2 separate regions of the Sus scrofa genome follow, and region 1 is linked to region 2. The links are chromatin contacts, called in public HiChIP or PLAC-seq maps. All regions are on one chromosome and are shown on one strand. The core of a region is the stretch at or near the end of the contact, and the rest is flanking DNA. Distances in the headings are between cores, read along the strand shown. Region 1 holds the start of AMDHD2 (N-acetylglucosamine-6-phosphate deacetylase). Region 2 holds the start of KCTD5 (BTB/POZ domain-containing protein KCTD5).

Region 1 (6,889 bases), core at 886-3,385, 100 kb after region 2:
CTTTTTAGGGCCGCGCCCGCGGCTCATAGAGGTTTCCAGGCTAGGAGTCAAACTGGAGCTGCAGCTGCCGCCCTACACCAGAGCCACAACAACGCGGGATCCAAGCTGCGTCTGCGACCCACACCACAGCTCGCAGCAACACCAGATCCTTAACCTACTGAGCGAGGCCAGGGATGGAACCTGGAACTTCACGGTTCCTCGCTGGATTCATTTCCGATGAGCCACGATGGGAACTCTTACCAAGTATTTACTGTGAACGAATCACAGTTATTGAGCACCCACCTCCAAGAGACGGATTCCGTTATCATTCTTACTTAAGGTTTGAAAAAAATGGAGGCTCAGAAACAAGTAACGATTGTCCGGACTCTCTCAACCCCGACTCTCTCAGCCGATAGCGGAAGTTAGGAGGCGGGACCCCACAGCTCCAGCCTCTGAGTCTTGTGTCCACAACCTAGAGGGAACCCCAGAGCAGGCAGTACAACCCCAGATCCTGAAATGGACCCTGTGCTGGAGGAAAGCTACAGAACTGGAACACAAATGGCAGCCTAAAGGAGGGCCCTGTTAATTTCATAAACTCGGTGACTCGACTCTGCTCGAATAAAAGACTAGACGAGCTTTTAGGAAGAGGTTAAGATGCAGGCCACCTACTTTCAAGCAGTTCAGTAAAACAGAACACCACACAGGCAGAGAAAACAAGATCAAATGCTAAAATGCAGAAAAGAGCAAAACTGGAGAACCTTCATGAGAAGTTAAATTTTTTTTGTCTTTTTAAGGCCGCACCCGCAGCACATGGAGGTTCCCAGGCTAGGGGTCTAATCCGAGCTATTGCCGCCGGCCTACGCCATAGCCACAGCCAGGCCAGATCCGAGCTGCATCTGTGACCCTGTGACCTACACCACAGCTCACGACAACACCAGAGCTTTAACCCACTGAACGAGGCCAGGGATCGAACCCCTGCAACCTCATGGTTCCTCGTCGGATTTGTTTCCGCTGCACCACGACAGGAACTCCAAAAAATTAAATTTTTTAAAAGGAAAAGGAACCGCAGACAAGGGAATCCCAAGAGCTACAGGTGAGGGAGAAGAGGAGTGGGGAGCGCTGGCAGGAGTACAGAGGAAGGCCCAGGATAGACCCTGGAGCTCCCTTCTGGAAAACTCGTTCACTGGAGTCACATACCACAAACCGGTCGGGGCGGGGGATAAGCAACTAAGAATGTGGCAATCAGAAGGTTCCCTCGACCTAGTCAAGGCGGTGGTTTCTGGTGCCTGGAGGGGCCGGAGTGCAGGGTGGGGAGGGCAGGCAGCAGCTGCAGGCCGAGCTGGTAGAGGGATACCTGCTTGAGGAAGCCGAGGGGGAAGGGGACCCCGGGGACCCCAGGGACCCCAGGCCCAAGTGAGGCTAGACTCAAGTGACAAAGGGTGTCTGCACAGGGAAGAGACGAGATTTGAAAATTGATGAAGGTGGGTGCTTCTGGGGCCTCCTACACTGGAGGCCGGCAGCCTGAACTCACCTTGTGATAAACCTCCGGTGGCGAGGTGACCAACGTGGGGCAGAAGGAGGTAACTCCGTGCGACAAAATCCTCCGGGCCACCAAGGCGACTCCCGAACCCACGTCCTCCGTGGCCTGAGAGAAGTCAACGCCAAATCCACCTGCGGCCACAGAAAAGAAGAGGTTCGCACGGGGCCCAGAGCTCCTCCTCTGGGTCCCCAGCCAGCGGCCCCAGCCCGTACCGTTGATCTGCACGTCGATGAAGCCAGGCGCTAGGATGCAGCCCCCGCAGTCCCGCTGCTCATCAGCCACGCGCCGCTCCTCAAAGAACAGCTTCTCGGGGTCCAGAACGCGGCCCCCGCGCACCCACAGATCCTCCCTGCGCACAGATGGAGGCGGGGGCTCGCATCGCCGGTCCCGAAGCCCACCGCAGCGGCCCCGGCCCCGCGCCCCGCGCCCACCTGAGCAACGCCCCGCCCCGCAGGATGCGGCAGTTGGTGAACTGGAGCACCGGGGCCCGGGCCGCGCCCTGCCCGCCGCGCATCCTGAGCCCAGCTGAGCGGAAGGCGCCGGATCCCGCGCCGACAGTTCCGGCCCCGCAACGCGGCCGGGCCCACGTGACCCTCAGCTGACGGAGCGCGCCCACGTGACCGGCGCGCCCACGTGACCGGCGCGCCCGGCGGCTCCGCAGTGACGCGGCGGCGCGCTTCGCGGGAGGCCCGACCCCGCCCCAGTCCCGCCGAGCGAGCCACACACACAGGCGTCCAGTCACATCCGAGAACTTTATTGGACACAGTTCAGCGCCAGGGCCCGGTGGGCCCCGAGCAGCCGGGCGGCAGGAGGGTGGTTCCATCCCACGAGTCTCAGGGCAAATGGTAACCTCGCGACGCAACAGTGTACCTGGGATGACTATATAGTTGGGAGACGAGGGCTGCTCCACAGACGAATGAACGGGTCAAAACTTTATAAATAAACATCCAGTGAAGAGAAAGTGACACCTCTAATTCATCCTTATACACAGAGCACTCTAGGGGTGGGCGCGGCCGGAGGCCTGCATCCTCACTGGTCGGGGGCCTGGATGGGTGAGTGGTGGCCCGGACGTCCACGGCACGGGGCTGGCAGGGGCAAGGCTGGGGCAACAGACGATGGGCACTAGGACACTGCGCATTTACAAGACCAACTACAGGGGGGCGGAGGCCCCGTGCGTGTGTGTCAGGCTGTTCGTTCTGGAATGAGGAGGGGTGGTCTTTACATCCTATTCTGTGTCTGGTGGGCCCGGAGGGGCTACTTTGTGGAGAGGATGAGGGCAACGATGAGACCGTAGAGGCCGAGCACTTCCGCGAAGATGAGGATGAGGATCATGCCCACGAAGAGCCGGGGCTGCTGGGCAGTGCCCCGCACGCCTGCATCGCCCACAATGCCGATGGCAAAGCCGGCTGCCAGCCCGCTCAGGCCCACACTCAGGCCAGCGCCCAGCTGAAGGAAACTCCTGGGGGAGAGAAAGGACGTGAGGTGGGTGTCAGGCAGCAGCCAGGGGGGCGGCGGGCCTGGACCACCAGCCACCCACCCACCCACCCACCCGAGGCGCCCTCTCAGCCCCCGGCCGGCACTCACTTGTAGAGACTGATGCCTTCAGTCAGGGAGTTGGCGATGAGGACTGCCACCACCAGGCCATAGATGGCGATGATGCCTGCCATGACCACGGGGATGATGGACTTCATGATCAGCTCTGGCCGCATGACAGACATGGCTGCGATGCCAGTGCCGCTCTTGGCCGTCCCATAGGCGGCACCCAGGGCTGAGGGGGGAAGGTAAGGTCAGCCCAGGGCACCTGGACCAGGACCCTGGAGTACCCTTGGGCATACCTGAGGGCCACACAAAATCCCCCACAAAGGCAAAGATGAAAGTGCCAGCCAGCCAGGAACAGGTGGAGCGGGGTGATGGCTGGGCCCTCAAGGGGCCCCGTGCAGCCTGGGCTCCTTCTCCAGAGGCCAAGGCTGTCAGGCCAGTCCGGGCTCCAGCTCCCCTGGGAAACACAACCCATGCTCAGCAGCACGCCCCACTCCTGCTACCCAGGTCCCATGTTCCCAGGAAGCCCTGGCACAGCTGCCTGCACCCTAAAAGGTGGAGCTTAACAGGTACGGGAGCCCCGTCACAGGGGGAACCAGACAGCTGGGCCCCAGAAGCCTGACAGATTCCAGGCACCTTTTGTCTCATGCACTTTCCCACATTAGGAAAGGCCTGGAAAGCATGAGCTGAGTATCTCCAAGAGCCCAGATGTTGGGCCAGGGTCAGGCCACCAGTCCAGTGGGTGACACTCCCACACCCAGTGGAAGAGCCACTGCCACACAGGCTTGGGGGAGCTGGGCTGGCCGTTCTTGCCCTCTCAGGCCAGAGCCTCGCCACCTCCCCACTCTGCCCACCACCGCCCGCCCTGAGGGCTCATGTGCACAGCCACAGGCTGAGCACTCTGCCAGGAAAGGCGCTCTCGGCACCCTCAACCACACAGTAGGCTGGGACCCTTGAGTTTGGAGAAAGGACGAGCCCAAAAGAATAGGGCACAGGACGGAGTTCCCGTTGTGGCTCAGTGGTTACCGAATCCGACTGGGAACAATGGGGTTGCAGTTTCGATCCCTGGCCTTGCTCAGTGGGTTAAGGATCCAGTGTTGCTGCGAGCTGTGGTGTAGCTTGCAGATGCGGCTCAGATCCCGAGTTGCTGTGGCTCTGGTGTAGGCTGGCGGCTATGGCTTCTTTTCGACTCCTAGCCTGGGAACCTTCATATGCTGCGGGAGCGGCCCAAGAAATGGCAAAAAGATCAAAAAAAAAAAAAAAAAAAAAAGAAAAGAAAAGAAAAAAACTGGGCACAGGAAAGACAAGGGGCTGGGGGCCGTCACCCAGGCAACACGAGGCCCGGACAGCTTCTGCTAAGGCCCCAATAAGGGAGTGGGGGACTTGGCATCTAGGAATCCATCTTCTCTGCCACTGTCCCTCCTCCCTCTTTCCAGGGTGGGCAGCCTTCCTGAAAGCCCCCCTTCTCCTGGCTTATCTCCAAGTCTACAAAGACAACTGCGAGCACAACACAGAGCCACAGGGAACATGGGGGCTTTTCCCACTCCTGTTGCCTACCCTCCAGGGCCCCACTGTGCTGCCTGTGCAGACGCTGATGTGGGTCAGAGGTGGCAGGGGCCAGAACAATCCCAGTCATTCCGCTGCATCTTCTACTCACCTATTTGGGCTGCAAAAGATGACTATTCTGTGCCCATCACAAAGCAGGGTGAGGTCAGGAGGCTGTGCCTTCCTGGGGCCCTACGCCTGGTGAAGAGGCAGATGCAGCCCCTCCACACACAGCAAATAGGTCCCAGGAGACTGGGGAGGTCTGGGCAAGTGCTTCGGAAGGGAGGTGAGGGCTGAATGCAGGAGTGGCAGTGAGCAGGTGGTCACAGAACGACGGGGCAAGGATTCCAGGCCACAGAGACACCAACCAAGGTGGCACCAAATAAGGAGAAACTAGAGGGAGAAAGGAGGCAGGGATGGGGGCAGAGGGGCCTGCACTGCCTCTCTTCCATGCCACCCCTGAAGCGCCCAGACACCCAGCCTTCAGGGTTCATCTTATCTTCACAAAGCCTTTCCTGGAGCAACAGTGTAGGTTGCTGGGGCTTTTTGTTGGTTTTATTTGCATTTAATTTTTTGGCTTGTTAGGGCCGCATGTGTGGCATATGGAAGTTTCCAGGTTGGGGGTTGAATTGGAGTTCTCCACCACAGCCACAGCAACGCCAAATCCAAGCCGAGTCTGTGAGCTACACCACAGCTCACGACAACACTGGATCCTTAACCCACTGAGCAAGGCCAGGGATGGAACCCGCATCCTCGTGGACACTAGTCTGGTTCATTACCACTGAGCCACAACAAGAACTCCTCAGGCTCCTGTTCTGGGCCTCTGACTGCAGACTCCATACCAGGCCAATGCCAGGGCTCCCTACTCAAGGCAGAGGGCACGGGTGACAGGTGGCCTGGGGTGAGAGACAGCTGCAGGAGGTCAGCATCCCAGGCAGCGAGCCCTGCAAGGCAGGGACGGGCTGAAGTCCGGCGGTGAGGAGAGCATGTGGCTGGATGGGCGGGAACAAGGGGAACCAAGGGAAGAAACCAGGACGACCATCAGGAGGGCGCCCAGGGCCAAGCCCAAAGGGGCTCCAGACGGAGCAGGGCACAGAAAGGGGCTTCAGGAGGCTGTTCCTAGAACACAGCCCTGTAACACCGGAGACTCGCTGGTAGGAAGTCACAGAAAATACGGAAAAGGAGCAGCTGACAGCTTCATGGAAGGCGTGAGGAGGAAAGACTCCAAGGGACTTCAGCCATAAGTTACAAAAAAAAAGGGGAAGCTGGGATGGGAGACAGCACTGGCAGGCCCCAGGGTGAGTGGATCTCATTCAGCCGAGTGCTGGGCAGGCCACGGAGGATCTGGGCCCGGAGCAGCAGGCAGTGCGCAGGCGCCCTGGCAGCAACACCTGAGGCCTGAGAACCGTTCTTGAGATGAAGACAAGCCTTTGGAGCAAGAAACGGAGGCAGAAGTTGACCCAATTGGCTGAGTGACTCGTTGGCTCCCCTGGGGCCAGGTCAAGCCCCGCATGGGGAGGGGAACAGCAGTGAAGCTGCACACAAGCCAACAAGAGCAGGCAGCCCTAACTCCCAGGAGCACGGGGCAGGCAGACCTAACACCTGCTGGTCACGCCCCGTTCAGAAGTACCAAGTAAGTTCTAAAAGGTGAGGAAGAGAGGCCCCCGGTGACTGGAGTGAGGCCAGGAGCCGAACACAGGTAAAGGGGTTCGAGGGCAACCTCGGCCAGAATTCAAGTTCCATGTGGGCAGGGATCTTTTTTTGTTCACTCACGGTCCCCAGTGCCTGGCACAGAGTTGGAACTCAGTGAAGATTTGTGGAATGGTGACTGGCAGACACCAGGCAAAGGACAATCCCCGGGTGCTGTGTGGATGCAAAGAGCAGAAAAGGCTGGAGGAAAAGGGGACAGGGCTGGCTGCTGGACAGCCTGGAGGGCAGGCAGCTCCTGAGGATGTGGAAAGAGTGGGCGTCGCCCCGGGGGAAGGGGAAGTACGGACAGGGCTCCCACCACAAATGACCCCTTATTCGCACATGACGGGAAGGGCATGGCTCACTCAGCAGCTTGTGACAGGCAGGCAGGTCTGGGCAGAGGGAGGCCCCCAAGCCCCCACCCCACCAGTGTTTATAGTCAGCAGAGCTGTTTGGAGTTCAATCCCGCCACATACCTGCACAGGGAGCCTCCGCAGTCCACCACATAGGGTGGGGCAGGGCGAGTCATCAAAGCCCAAAACCAGACCTACCCGAGGAGGCCTCGACCAGACCAGGCCAGACCAGTCCTCGGGGGCC
Region 2 (7,248 bases), core at 2,625-5,124:
GGAAAACCAGGCAGATGGACCACAGTGTTCTGACCATTGCTCGAAACCGAGACCAGTCACTGTCCTGCTGGACAAGAGGCTGCCCATGAGGTTGGCAGAAGAGGAAGTGATTCTCAGCCGATGACTGCTTCCTCCTGGCCACCGCGGAGGGCTGACGGCGGGGCCACCTGATCCCGGAGCAGCCTTCTCGTGAAAGCCAAGTCGCAGGACACTCCTGCTGGGGTCCGAGGGGCCTTCCTACCAGGGCCTTGTGAAGAGGGGAAGGCAGCACCCACTGAGCCGGCACTACCCGCGCGGGTCCGAACAGGTGGTGACGGCCGAGAACCCAAGTGCAGGAGGAAAGGCGCCCACGTGCTGGGACCCCACCCCGGCCTCAGCCAGGACGCAGCCGACCGGCCTGACTTAGCCCCACAGAACATAAGCTGCCATTTCACTCTAAGTAATCCCCCACTTCTCCTGCCGAGCGGCTTAAAAGATAGTCCCCCGCCCCTTTCACTCTCACTAATCCTGAAACACGAGCCGACACCAAGCCGAGCAGACGCCAAGCACATGGGGCGAGCAGCGCAGAGGGCTGCAGGGGACAGGGATGGGACAGAAGCACCTTGATGGCCCCGCTGCTCAGAGACCCGCCTGGGGCCACAGCCTCTGGCCCCTGAATTCAGGACAACCGCCTGTCAAGAGGGTAAAAGCTCCTGGAAACGCAGCTTTCTCCAGGCCTGGCCGAGCCCCGGAGACCGCAGCCCCCGCCCCCTTTAACCTGAGGGGTTTCCAGCCCCCAAGCAGTAGTATTTCCTGTTTGCCCTTAATGTCCAAAGCCTCTCCACACTGAAGCAGGCACGGATTCAGCTCTGAACACACGCTGCCCTGTCTTCAGCAACGCCCGGGGCCAGGCGCTGCAGATACAAAGAGACAGACGTGGCCCAGGTGTTTACCGAGCACTTCCGGGAAGCAGCCCGACACCTGGCTTGCCCCCCCCGGGGGGGGGTGCTGGGAGAGAGGAGCAACCCAGGATGGCCGAGGAACAGATGCCAAAGTGAATAATGCAGACGCAGCCCTGCCGGGGGAAGCACCCGGGAAGAAGTGAGAATTCACACTCTTCACACTCGGACTAGCCCTAACGAGGGGGTCAGGGCAGCAACGGGCCCAGAGTCAGGACTTGAGACGAGAGGGCAAGGGTCGAGAGGCTTGGGGCTTGGCGGCCAGTGGGTCCCAGGTGCAGCCCAGCTCTGCACCTCCGCCCCCAGCAACCTGTCTGCGGGCTCTTCAAGGAAGCGCTCCTTCAGATAAATGTCCTGGGACCACCTCTCCTACACGGCTGCACGGCTGAGCTCCCCAGCAGACATTCTGCCCGGCAAGAGCAAGCTGCAGCCACACTCCCAGGGAACTCCCAACCCGGCAGGTTGCCGAGAGACTCCAGGGCTTCCGTTTCTTGGAACTCCTCCCCCTCAGATCCAACCCAACCCCTCACCCAAGCACTCGGCTGCAAGCCCAGGTGCTCAACCCTGAGTCAAAGGCCCAGCAGAAAATCTTCCACCAGGCCCTCCAGCCCCAGCATACCTGCCAGGTATGCGTTCATTAACCTTAACTACGAGGTCAGGGCCTGGACATTTTCCTCCGTGAATCAACATCCTGTTTCTCTTCCAGTCGCTTAATTACTAGTGTCCCACCCGTCCAAACACCCCTTCCCCTCCTCCACCCTCGTCCAGATTCCTCACTCAGGGTTTAATTATCGACAAGTGAATCTCTGGGACATTCTCTCATCAGAAACGAAGGGGGTAAAACCTAAGAAGGGGTCCCTTACACATTCGCTCATGGGTTGATGACCATGACTAATGGGAATTAGCCTTACGCCTTCCGGAAAATGCGCATCTGTGGCTAAAGCTAAAAACTTATCTTCCAGCAACTATTCTGAGACAGATGCTGTATCTGCTGCACTACCTTCACATTGTGAAGTGTGATTTCATAATGTGTAAATCAAATGTAGTTAAGTGGATGATGATGAAAGGGAGCAACTATAATATCGATATATTCTGAGATTAACTAATTACTTGCCCCAAAGGACTCCTATACAGTACATGATAATTGTTTTTAAATAGTCTCGAGACAGTAAAATAAAGAGATGAATTGCCTGAACTGTGCAAACTCTGAATCCGTCTAGTGCATTGACAGCCAGTGCCTCAAAACAACCCCGTGAACAAGAGCAATGTAAAATCGGACTCCATATGCACAACTGGAAAACGCTCAAGTAGAAATGCAAGGGAATGACCACTAAGACCCACTGTTTAAAAAGAAAAACAGAACAGTAAAACATACAGCCACGCTATAAAAGGAAAATCACAGCTAACAAAAGCCTGTTTCTATCCTGGAGATGCCTGTCATTTTCTGGGAGGCCAGTTCTCCGAGAGCGGAGCTTGGTCAAACGATCAGTGGACACAGCTGAGGCTTGGGGGAGGTGCGGGTGGGCGGCAGGAGCGCTGGCATCTCAACCCTAGTTCTACCCAGGACTGGTGGTTCTGTGGTCACTCGAGGTCTCATTTCCCGATCCTAAGGTCAGGCCACTCTGAGGATGATCTCGGTCGGGCTTCTGGATCTGGACAAGGGATCACACTCTTTCTGGGAAGCCTATGCCTGGCAAATGCTGGGCTGGCAAGGCACAAGGCCAAGGGCAATTACGTAGGCCCAAGCCAAAGGCAGGAAAGTTAGGATAAGGCCTGTGAACCGCCTAGGATACGTACAGGGAATAACTCTTCTTCCAGCACAGCCTTTTTTTGAGTTTCGATGCCATACAGCTGCCGAGACAATTCTTTAAGTAATAATCGAAACAGCTTCTATTATCACCTGCACAACAGTCTGATGAAACACAAGCAGCAAACCAACCTAGAAACTCCTATCCTTTTGAGAGAGCAGCAGGAAAACTAGGTTAATGAGAAAGTAGATTGAAAAAGATTTCCTATCTGGCCCTTCCTTGACACCCCTGAGCCACGCCTCAATATGAGCCACATTCCCTTCGAAAATCACTCTATGGACGGCACTTTTTGAGACTGTTGTGTGGGTGCGTGTTGTGGCTGAAAACGATGGAGCGCCAACTCCCTAAATGCAAGTCACTGAGAAAGGCAGGCCACTAGTATCAAACCCCACGCTAACGTTAAGTAAAACGTCTGGAATGTGAGAAAATGAGGGGAACATGGGGATTCGGGATTCCAGAGCCAGTCAGTACACCGGGACGGAGAAGAGAAGGTGCTCCCGGCGGGGGCAAAAGAACCTAGGAGAGAAAAGAAAGTAGATCCCAGCAGAGTCCGGGGTCTGGGAAACCTCCTCCGCGGAAGAGCAGAGGAGGGCGAGACAGACACCCCGAGGGGGAGTGGCTGGGGCTCTCGGAGGGCGGTGGGAGCCAGGGCGCCATCCTGTTCATCCTCGGCCCAGGACAGGGAGTCGGGGGCTCCGGTCGGGCTGGTGAGCAGGGGGCAGCGAGACCCGGAGCCGGGGCGGTTCTCTCAGAGTGGGTCAGGGGGTGTGTGTGGGGCCGCCGACGGGGGCGGCCCGAATCCTCCTGGCTGGCCCGCGCGGCCCTCACCTTGTCCGAGTCCAGGTCGGGGTCGGCCTGGCACAAACGGTACAGGAAGGATTTCGGATCCCGGCACAGCGTCTGCCGAGTGGTGAGGAAGTAGGTGCCGCCGACGTTGAGCCGGACCCATTTGGACACGTTGCCGGGGCGCTGGGCCAAGGTGCCGAGCCCCGCGCTGCAGCGGCGGCACAGGCTGCCCCCCAGCCCCGCCCCGAGGCCGCCCGGGGCCGGCGGCAGCAGCTCGCAGTGACTCTCCGCCATGATCCCAGCAAGCCCGGCCACAGCTCCCCTCTGCCGGAAGCGTCCGGCCTTTAATACAGTCCTCCGGGCTCTGTCCCGCCCACGGGTCCGCCCTCGTAAGGCGCCCACCCCGGCGTCACGCGGGAGGCGGAAGTTCCGGTCCGGAAAAGCGGCCGGCCGTGCCCCCTTCCGGCCAAGTCCGGCGCGGCGTGGTCCGGCATCGCCCTTGTGGGCAGGCGGCGGTGGAGCCCGGCGTCGCGCTTGAGAGGGGCTGGCCGGTCTTCGCCGGGCGCGCGCTGTGCCCGAACACCCTGTTCCTGGCCCCGAATTCAGGTCGCCCTGCGACGCCCGACCCGCGCCCCGGCCAAAGAAAGCTACATCAGTGAGCGTCTACATTCTACATGCTTTTTTATTACAAGGCTACCGAGCATACGTGGAAAATTCATCATCCGGTAACTACACCTAAAGCACAAATATTTGAAAAAAAAGAATAAACAGATTCATTAAATTATGATATGATTAAATCATCGACCAAATAGAAAATTTATATAATAAAGCCAGAAAAAAAGTTGTAAAATATAGTTTACAATAATTATTCACATTCAAGGCTGTACATCAATACATACAACAACGTGGCCCGAACATGAATTCAACCCAAATAATTCATATATTAGATTTTAAATAACACAGACTGAACTAGAGGCCAACAATAGCCAGCAAATAACCTTATATAAGAATAAAAATACAAAAGTGTATATCCTAATATCATTGCATTATTTGTTTCCGTAAGTTTTTTTTTTTTTTAATATTTGCTTTGCCTGTACATCACAGTTACAGCTACAGACCAGGTAGAGAATATTACACATGTTCTGACTGCCACCAACCTGAAAGACAGCTAGCATACTACTGATTCATCCTATTTTGTGTTGTTAATAGCTACAGCAGCTCTAAATATTGCGAAACTTTGATTTTGTCAGTGTCCAATCAAACGTAGGATCATGGCAGAGGCTTTTCACCAGCAAAATGGCCCCTACTTATAGTCAGGCAGCCAGAAGGGTTAGACGAGGGTGGACCCCACAGCTAAAAAAGGTGCGCCTTTTGTAAAAAGTTCTCTGTACATAAAGTTTGGTCGTTCTTCATACTGAAGAAATGAGTTCTGGGTAAATTCTGGTACACATGAGGCCTGTTTAGTTGCCCACCATGGCTGTCTGAACTACAGGTAAAACTGCCCTTTGCCGGAAGAGCTTCCTCCCCAGACCAGTTCTCCACAGGCAGCCTAATTTACAACCCTGCACTCTTGGGCCAGCAGCCTGCACCCTCAGAGGCTCTGGGAGTGACACCTGCCCTGATTTAAGGCACTTGCCATGGAGTCTGCCTAAGGGGCAAGGGCCACACCCACCTGAGTCACCATCAGTTCATGTTAAGTTTGGATATGAAAAGAAACAGTATGGCAAACCGCATATATACAGCACTATCTCCAAGAATAGTACCTGCACACACTCTCCATGCTCTCCCAGTGGCTGCTGCCTCTGCCTCAGTCTGTGGACTGTCCCCGGGAGAAGGGAATTTGGGGTGTCAGAGGAAGGTAGGAGACCTAATTCCACACAATCCAGCCGGCGTCTCTGGCATAGTCAAGTGGCACTAAGCGTGGCACCTCGAAAAATCTCATGCATGTTTCCCCTCAGAATTGACAGACCCCAAACTAAACAGGAGAAAGGAAGAAAACCCAATTTGGGGGGTCTGGACTTTAAAGACAACTAGACGACCTGCAACACTGGGGCCGGGGCCGGGGGCGGGGGGACAGGGGAGGAAAACCCTTAAGTCCTTCTCAGCCGGGTCCATCATGTTCTACCATGAAGAGGCCTGGCCAGGGTGCTCTGCTGAGCCGCTGGGCCTTGGACGCTCCGAGTCCTACGATGGGAAGAACAAGGGGGCAAACACTCTTCTGTAAAATCCAATTGTCTACATGGTTTCTTCTTCAAGTAGAGCCTTTGCTCTTTGATTCCAAATGGCCTGATGTACTGAGTCTATAAGCTTAATTACAAATCATCCACTAAGTATGTGGCAAGGTCAGTTCAACACTTTTTATCTCTGCTGACTGTGCAGATGCAAATTCAGTACCATTGTGGACACAAAGTACAAGATTCTGTAAATATCACCAAGCACTTGAAAGCTGTAGAAGCAGGGATGGGAAGTTAACATGCAAGCAAAACCAGGTTCTTTCAATGAAAATAAGGAATTGGCTTTTGGAAAAACATGTCACTAATGGCCAGCGGTAATGACATTACTTTAGCATTAAAAAAAAAAAAAAAAGCAGTCTTATTCAAACATTTTTGGGAACACACGGCTTGCCAGAAATTGATTTGTTCAGTATCTACAGGACACAACTAAGGAAGTTCTGTACGGGAACTCTGAGCATCTAGGCAACAGATCCTGACAGAGGAGGAGACTATACTGACTGTAAAATGAACAAACTCTTTAACCCAAAAATACCACTTCTAGGAATCTGAGGCGGGGGGGGGGAGATCAGAGTCAACAATCGAAAGATTTATAAGGATATTCATCACAGCATTATTTAAATAGTGAAAAACCAGAAATAATCTAAATGTGTTCTAGCAGTGAAATGGTCAGATAAATTATGATAAAAAATATTAACCATTAAACTCTAAAATCATTAGAAACAAGGTTTTTGAATCATTTTGTTCATGACATGACAGGAAGATAAATACCAAGTGAAAAAAAGCTGGATGCCAAACGGTGTATGTTTCATGTTCCCACTTCAGGTGCAGAAGCAAACACGTGTGCTGCGGGGAGGCGGGCGGCAGGCTACACTCGGTATGCTCACAGTGGTCTCTCCTGGGTGCTGAGCCTACAGTTGATTTTTTTTAGGAGACACATGTTTTCAGAAAGTACAAAGTCACCCAGAGCCCCCTGCGCTGGCACCCTGTCCTAAGGAGTCTGTGCCACAGGCTGTTCCCTGCAATTCCTGCAGGCCTGCACCACACATAGAAGAGAGGAGCCCCCAAGAGGGCTGGAGTAGGCGCAGTGCCCGTCCGCTTTGGCATGACCCCCAGAGCCATCTTTCTCAGAGCAAGCATGTGACCAGCCTCCCGAGTCAAGTTCAGAACGGCAGGCAGGCAGCGGTGCCACTCATGGGTGGGGCTTCATGGTCCCACAGGGCTGCCCACTGCCCTGGTCAGGTCACAGGAAAAGGTAAGGAAGCCACCCCATCCAAGTGCAGCTCCCCTGTGTTCCCAGAGGGCAAGGCACGGCGGCCGTCTAGCAGAGGGGGAGCAGGGGAGACCGCGGCCTTCCGGCTGCCCCTCCCCACCTCTGGGCCAAGAGAGGCCACGCGCTGTGGGACCGTCTCTGCTTGACAGGTGCTGTCTCTGGCACTTGCCCTCATCTCTGCCCTCTGAGACAAATGGCACAGAGAGAGGGCA

What was found. HiChIP or PLAC-seq counts read pairs in DNA pulled down with a chosen protein or histone mark.
Region 1: an H3K27ac HiChIP or PLAC-seq map of alveolar macrophages shows a contact between it and region 2. The contact joins the promoter of AMDHD2 here to the promoter of KCTD5 in region 2. A contact is called at or near these places in 6 of 47 Hi-C or Micro-C datasets (epiblast stem cells, heart right ventricle, liver and 2 more) and 1 of 2 datasets of contacts at active chromatin or transcription factors (alveolar macrophages).

Annotation. Positions count from the first base shown.
Region 1 is chr3:39,530,455-39,537,343 of Sscrofa11.1, forward strand. It overlaps AMDHD2 (N-acetylglucosamine-6-phosphate deacetylase), which reads right to left and starts at 2,136. Exons shown (of 11, transcript XM_013987849.2): 1 at 1,951-2,136; 2 at 1,732-1,868; 3 at 1,511-1,650. The coding sequence starts at 2,033. ATP6V0C (V-type proton ATPase 16 kDa proteolipid subunit) reads right to left here. Exons shown (of 3, transcript XM_003124744.4): 2 at 3,104-3,287; 3 at 2,253-2,978. The coding sequence ends at 2,774.
Region 2 is chr3:39,425,734-39,432,981 of Sscrofa11.1, forward strand. It overlaps KCTD5 (BTB/POZ domain-containing protein KCTD5), which reads right to left and starts at 3,875. Exons shown (of 6, transcript XM_013987853.2): 1 at 3,575-3,875. The coding sequence starts at 3,826. It overlaps PDPK1 (3-phosphoinositide-dependent protein kinase 1), which reads right to left. Exons shown (of 14, transcript XM_021086751.1): 14 at 4,195-7,248.